Regions from separate parts of the Pan troglodytes genome. Here region 1 is linked to region 2. Evidence: chromatin contacts called from public Hi-C data. All regions are on one chromosome and are shown on one strand. The core of a region is the stretch at or near the end of the contact, and the rest is flanking DNA. Distances in the headings are between cores, read along the strand shown.

What was found. A called contact is a pair of places that touch in the nucleus more often than the background predicts.
Region 1: a contact with region 2 is called in a Hi-C map of stem cell-derived neural progenitor cells, with 2.4 times the contacts expected there. The contact joins the promoter of ZSWIM6 here to the enhancer-like site in region 2. A contact is called at or near these places in 1 of 7 Hi-C or Micro-C datasets (stem cell-derived neural progenitor cells) and 1 of 1 datasets of contacts at active chromatin or transcription factors (stem cell-derived excitatory neurons).

What each region holds. Positions count from the first base shown.
Region 1 is chr4:53,282,799-53,286,227 of NHGRI_mPanTro3-v2.0_pri, reverse strand. It overlaps ZSWIM6 (zinc finger SWIM-type containing 6), which reads left to right and starts at 1,734. Exons shown (of 14, transcript XM_024353416.3): 1 at 1,734-2,404. The coding sequence starts at 1,750. It overlaps LOC134810077 (a long non-coding RNA gene), which reads right to left and starts at 1,372. Exons shown (of 2, transcript XR_010157231.1): 1 at 1,243-1,372.
Region 2 is chr4:53,091,722-53,094,767 of NHGRI_mPanTro3-v2.0_pri, reverse strand. It overlaps ZSWIM6 (zinc finger SWIM-type containing 6), which reads left to right. Exons shown (of 14, transcript XM_024353416.3): 6 at 1,054-1,230; 7 at 1,504-1,650. Among named protein-coding and RNA genes, the nearest start is that of ZSWIM6, 190 kb to the left of the region's middle. Within about 2 kb of position 1,572, at least 5 of the 24 cell types and tissues checked have an H3K27ac peak or open chromatin away from gene starts, as enhancers often do. A contact at or near this core is called in stem cell-derived neural progenitor cells, where this site is marked.

The sequences.
Region 1 (3,429 bases), core at 485-2,984, 190 kb before region 2:
AACGCCGAAGCGCGCTATCCCTTTAAATCCAGGCTGCGAGGCAGGCGGGTGGGGAGCAGCCAATAACCTTAAAAGATGCGAAAGTGTCAAAGGAGATACAGTTTATCTCCAACAATGGGAGCGGATCAGCACCACTGTTTACAGTAAAAACAGAAGGTGGGGCTGGGAGGAAGCCTGTCTCCGACGCGGTAATTAAGTCTGCGGCTTGGAAGCAGATTTGACCGAGCTCTGTGGAGCGCGAACAATGTCCGCAGGGCTCCAGGTTCAGAGAGGGACTCGCTTCTCCGCCTTCGCCCGCGTCCAGGCACCAGCGAGCTGCACTCTGCGCTCGCTCTCCCTGGTCCACCCCTACACCGCCCGGACCCGAGGGGACTGGCCCTGCGGGCGCCGCCAAGGCGACTGAGAGCGCGGCGCGCGTCCCGAGCGCCGCGCAGCCGGGCGCCGGGGTGGGAGCCGGGCCGCAGACCCAAGTGCGCCCGAAGCCGCCGTCCGCCGCCTGGCACGCCGTCTGCCGCCTGCTGGGCGATGTGTGCGCGCGCCCGTGGAGCTTGCGCGCGCCCTGCGGCGTGTGTACTCACAAAGGTGTGTCTGCTAACCCCACAGCCCGGGCTGCGTTCCACCCCGAGCGGGAGAAACCCCGGCCTGGAGCGGGGCCTTGTCCGCGCGGCCGCGGGGGCGACAAGGGCGGCCGGAGCTCCTCGACTCCTAGCGGGCAGGTCGGTTTCCTGGCCCGAGGGGCTGAGGCAGCGAGGGCGGGACGGTGGCAGCCGGCTCCGGACGCGGGTCGCGCGGCTGCTGGGCACGTTCCGAGCGCTCTGCGTGTTTTCGGGCACAGCCCTGCAGCCGGGAAAGAACGGACGCGGAGCTCGGGGATGGGCGCACTGCAGCCATGCGGGGTAGCAGAGCGGGCGCGCTCCTTCCACACCAGGTCTGCAAAAGTGAAGTGGAAAGCCGCCGCCGAACGCAGCCATCCTCCCCCTTCCCCGCCGCAGCTTCGGCGGGTGGTGGGGAGAGCTCCCCTGGACCGGCTGGAGGGGAAGCTGGCAGGCGCTCGGGTTTGGCCGCGCCTCCTCCGCCTTCCTCTCCACCCGCGTCCCCCGGGCTCCATGCCGCATTTCTTTGTTTTGAAAGCGCCTCCTCCGCCCAGAGGCTTTTCCCCCGAAGGGCAGGGGGACGGGGGGGTGGGGCATCGGCCCGTGGGCCCCGCCCTCCATTTAGCTCAGAACCCTCCCCTTCGCTCACCCCCTCTTCTCCCCTTTCCTCCCCCGCTGCGATCCACGAGGCGCATCCTCACTTCTCGGACTTCAAAGAGAAGCTGAGAACTGGAGGGGGAAGTGGGGTAGGCAGGGGGCGCAGAGACCCACCCACCTCAGGCCCGGCCCGGCGGCCCGCCCCCTCCCACGGGAACCCCACCTGACCCCGCCCTCCCCCGCGTCACAGCAGCCTGACATTCTCACAACCCACCAGGCACCAAAACGGCCCGCCCCCGCCACCCCCGTGTCCGCCAGGCGCTCTATTTATGTTTCAGCCCAGCGATTTGCATAGGCCCCGCCCCCGGCCCTAGGTTCCCCCATCGGAGCCCCGCCCCAGCCTCTGCGTCACAGCGGAGGCCCCACCTCTTGTGCCCATACAAGGAGCGGCGGGCCCTAGATGGCATCGTGGCGTCGCGACGGCGTGTGCGTGTCGCGCTTCCTAGTGCCGTTTATAGGGTCCCGGCACTTCCGCTGTCGGGTTAGAAGCGGCGCGGTCATGGCGGAGCGCGGACAGCAGCCTCCTCCCGCGAAACGGCTTTGCTGCCGGCCGGGCGGCGGCGGCGGCGGGGGCAGCAGCGGCGGCGGCGGCGCGGGTGGCGGCTACAGCTCTGCCTGTCGGCCGGGCCCGCGGGCGGGTGGCGCGGCGGCGGCGGCGGCGTGCGGGGGCGGCGCGGCGCTGGGGTTGCTGCCGCCGGGCAAGACCCAGAGCCCCGAGTCGCTGCTGGACATCGCGGCGCGCAGGGTGGCGGAGAAGTGGCCGTTCCAGCGCGTGGAGGAGCGCTTTGAGCGCATCCCGGAGCCGGTGCAGCGCCGCATAGTCTATTGGTCCTTCCCCCGCAGCGAGCGGGAGATCTGCATGTACTCGTCCTTCAACACCAGCGGCGGCGCCGCGGGCGGCCCCGGCGACGACAGCGGCGGCCCCGGCGGCGCGGGCGGCGGCGCGGGCGGCGGCGGCTCCTCGTCTTCCCTGGCCGCAACCTCGGCCGCCGCCGCCGCTGCCGCCGCCGCCGCCGCCGCCGCCGCCGCGGGGGCCGGGGCCCCGTCGGTGGGGGCTGCCGGGGCGGCGGACGGCGGCGACGAGACGCGGCTGCCTTTCCGCCGGGGCATCGCGCTGTTGGAAAGCGGCTGCGTAGACAACGTCCTGCAAGTCGGTGAGTCACGGGGCAGCCGGGAGCCGTCTGTCCGTCCGTCAGTCCCTGGATTGGGGGGGGGGTGCCCGCTTCTCTCCTGCGGACAGCCCCTAGTTCCGCGCGCGCCCGCACCCCTGCGGGTGTCCTCCCTGGCCCGGACGGTCCTCCTGAGCGGAGCGCCCATTTCCTCCCTCCCTTCCCTGCCCCCCGTCGCCCCGGACGGGCCAGCGCGAGTGGGAAATGAATCAGCAGGACGCGCCCCTCCGTGGGCTCCGCGCCCCCGGCCCGCGCTCCCCTCCCCGCCCTCCTCCGGGGAGCACATCCTGGAGGGCTGTTCGCCGGTTTCGGGGGTGGATGTGGACAAAGGCGCGGGCGGACGGCCGGCCTCCCGCGAGGGTGTGTGTGGCGGGGCTGTGCGGGGCGGGGGAGGGGGCGCGGGCCGCAGACAATGCCGGCCGCGGCCCGGCCGTTCGGCGCTCCCCCCCTCTCCCACTGCCTGTCGCTCGCTCCTTTTTCTTTCTGGCCCCCGCCCCACGCGATTTGAGGGGAGGGGAATACACTTAAAGCCGCTCGGCCGCCGCTCCTCCTAGGGCTCCGACGGGCGAGCGGCCGCGGCGCTCCCGGGTCGCTGTGGCGTCTGGCCCGGGCGAGCTCCACTGGCCGCCCGGGGTTTAAATGTCCTTTTCTTTGCGCCTCCTCAGTCTCCAAGCGGCGCAGAGGAGAGGTGGCGGCGGACCGGACTCCGTCTCCGGAGGGACATCTCGCCCGTAGGACGCTCACTAATTAAAGGGCGCGAGTCCGAGGAGGAGCTGCTAGCGCTTCCCTTTTCTTTGAAGCTGCCTCCAGACACCCCTGTGCGGGCCGCGGCGCAGCCCTTGTGTCCCGCCGCCCGAGTTTTGTTTGCGCTGTGTGGTCAGGTCGTGGTGCCCCGGGCGAGCCGCGGTCGGCAGTTGCGGATTTGCCGCTCGCAGCCAAAGGGGCGAGCGGGCTGCAGGAGCGCGAGGCAGAGGGCTCGGCGGCCGCTCCCGCGTCCCCGCGGCGCGGTA
Region 2 (3,046 bases), core at 323-2,822:
ATTTTGCTTCTCATTTAATTAAGTCTCAGAACAATGAGAGGTTATATTTGAACTAGGTTAAGTACACATAAATAAAAATAGTTTGTTAACCTGATTTCCAGTTGAGGATTGCTAAAGTTTGTGCCACAGTTGAAGGTAAGTTTAGAGTGGGAACCCAAGGGGTGGGTGTGCAGGTAGAATTTGAACCATATAATCCTTAGGAATTGAATAATCCCAGGAGTTGAGGTGAGAATATCCTTTATTCCCCAAACATTTCTTTTCTCCGTCAGGTCCTGAAACTTGAACCCTCTTCGGAGTGTATGGCTCTGCTCTTTTGTGATGCCCTGGCATACACTATGCTGGGGACATCACACCAGTCATGGAACCTGCCCAGGAGTCAGGAGGCAGCCTGTAGGGGCAAGGTAAGTGCGCTGGTTTGTTTTGTAGCTATGTTGTGTGGCTTTGTGAAATGTTAAATATATGCATTTATGCCCTTTGGGATATAAAGTGATATTTAAGCATTATATCCCAAGAAGCATAATAGTTTTAATTGTGCAAAACCGCACAATATAGTTAAAAAATACAACCAAAAGCACAACCCTTATGCATATCTTTAAAGGCTGACTGCATAATCCTGAAAGGTTCCATGGCTGGTGTCGCATCTCTTGCATAGTGTTTGTGAGAGCTGTTGATCCCATAAGGGCAGCCCACCACAGCACCTCAGAAGTGGGGAGCAGTGAGTTTTCCTGTGACTTTTGTGCCGAGTGGCTCCTTTGAGTGTATCTGGCATGGAAACTAGACTTGACAATTCTTTTTGCAGGACGCCTTTAACCTTAGCTTTAATGGCTGCAGAATGTTTGTGTTTGATAAACAAGTGAGTGAATGGTGGCTCTTGGGCTGACCTGCCTCTTAGTACTTAGAATGTGAGAGTATTCACCCTTCACCCTTCTGCTTAGGGGGTGCAGGACAATGTGTGTGGGTGTGTTCATGAACATCTGGCCACAGAATGGTATGACTGATTTATTCACATGTGAATAATAGCTGACACGGCTTTCTGAATTGTGGAAAAAACAGATTCATCGAACAGGCCACATCGGACAGTGTTCACCCGAGCCATCGAGGCATGTGATCTCCACTGGCAGGATAGCCACTTGCAGCACATTATCAGCAGTGACCTATACACCAACTACTGTTACCATGACGACACTGAAAACTCCCTCTTCGACTCCCGCGGGTGGCCCCTCTGGCATGGTAAGTGACCAAACCGGAAAGACATTTCCATGACTTACTTCTTTGTTTAGTTTCTATAGCATTACTGGAATGGGAGGTGGAGAATTGAAGGATTCAATGGGAGATGGATGAATGCTTGGCAATAGGAGCTGAGATTTTCATTCAAATCCAAGTTCAGGAATGGTTTCTTGTGTCTTTTTAATAGTATTTTGGGAAAAACATCTTACTATTAAATTCTTTTTTTATGGATATATCTGACAGTGGCAACTTTACCCCCTTGACTTTCTGTTTTAGAACATGTTCCTACAGCCTGTGCAAGAGTGGACGCATTACGTTCTCATGGGTACCCCAGAGAAGCACTGAGACTAGCAATAGCTATTGTTAATACATTAAGACGACAGCAGCAGAAACAGTTGGAAATGTTCCGAACCCAAAAAAAAGGTGAATGTGAAGGAGTTTGTTTCCATTGGAATGGGATTCTTAGTGATGACATTACTAGGTTTTGTGTTCTGGGAGAGATGGCTTTTAGAACTAAAACCATAGATGATGGCTTTACTCGCCATTCATTTAAAATAATGGCTGATCTGTGAGAAATTTGGGGCATCTTTTTCTTAGTTGAATGTTGTAAGCAAAGATTTTTTTTTTTTAATCTCTCAGGTTAGTTACTTTTTTAAGGGGGATAATTTTCTTTATTGTTTTAATGACTATTTAGTATGTCTAAATTATTTAAAATGCATGTTAGCTAAATGCCTTATTTTGTGGAAGTGCATTTTAATTCTAACAATAAGGACACAGCCTGTGCTTGAATCCCGGCAATCCTAACGTCCCAAATGGGTGCCTTAGGCAATCAGTTGACGTCTCTGTGATTTTGAATTCTCTTCTGTGCAATGAGGCTCAGTTAGAGGGCCTATCTCTTAGAGTTGTTGAGAAGATTAAACCAAGTTAATTTCTGTAAAGCACTTAAAGCAAAGCTTGGCACAATGTGTAAGCATTCTAAAACTTTTTAGCTGTAATAATTTGTACATCAGGACATGTTACTGTATTTACTTAAAGTGACCAGAACAGAACTGGATTTTTCAAATTCTGTAAATGACATTTGATGAGCTGTCAGCTGAAAGAACACATTTAACTTCTCTTTATCTCAGTTTATTAATCTTTTAAATTTTGAATAACTATTACTGAGTAATAGTAATTGCAAAGGGTTGAATTACATGCATAAGACCCTGATCAGATAAAGAAATGTATATGCTTTTTCTGATTAATCCATGTACATCTTGTTCCTTCTATAGGTATAAATTTTATTTTTATGTTTCTTTAGCAGGTTCGTTTTCACTCTGTGATTTTATTTTTCATTAAGAGGGATAGTTTTAGTTGCTGGGTTTTTGTTTTTGTTGTTGTTTTGGTTATATTTTTGTTTTTAATGCTTGGGTGATTATACACATACTAGAGTATAACTAAAAATTATTAAAAGGCTAGAGGTTGGAGCAAGTGTCTGTTGTAACTTTTAACAGTGAAAAAAAGTCAAAAGTTACAGTTGAACCAAAGGAAGAGGGAAGCTCAGATGGGATTGGAATGTGAGAGCCCCGATTGTCGTGACTTTGTCCAGTTCATGATGTTCTTCATATCATCACTGGTGTGTGCAAAATACATTGCTAGGTACTTTGGAAAATTTTTCTGAAATCCTTCCTCCAACACATACACAGCCTATGGTGAAAGGAATTTATTTCTGAATAGTATAAAGGATAATATTCAAACAAAGAGTGCAGGACTTGTTATACTGTGCAAAAAGAGAGCCAGTTCGTGATGATCATCTGATTTTTTAAAAAAATCATATTAT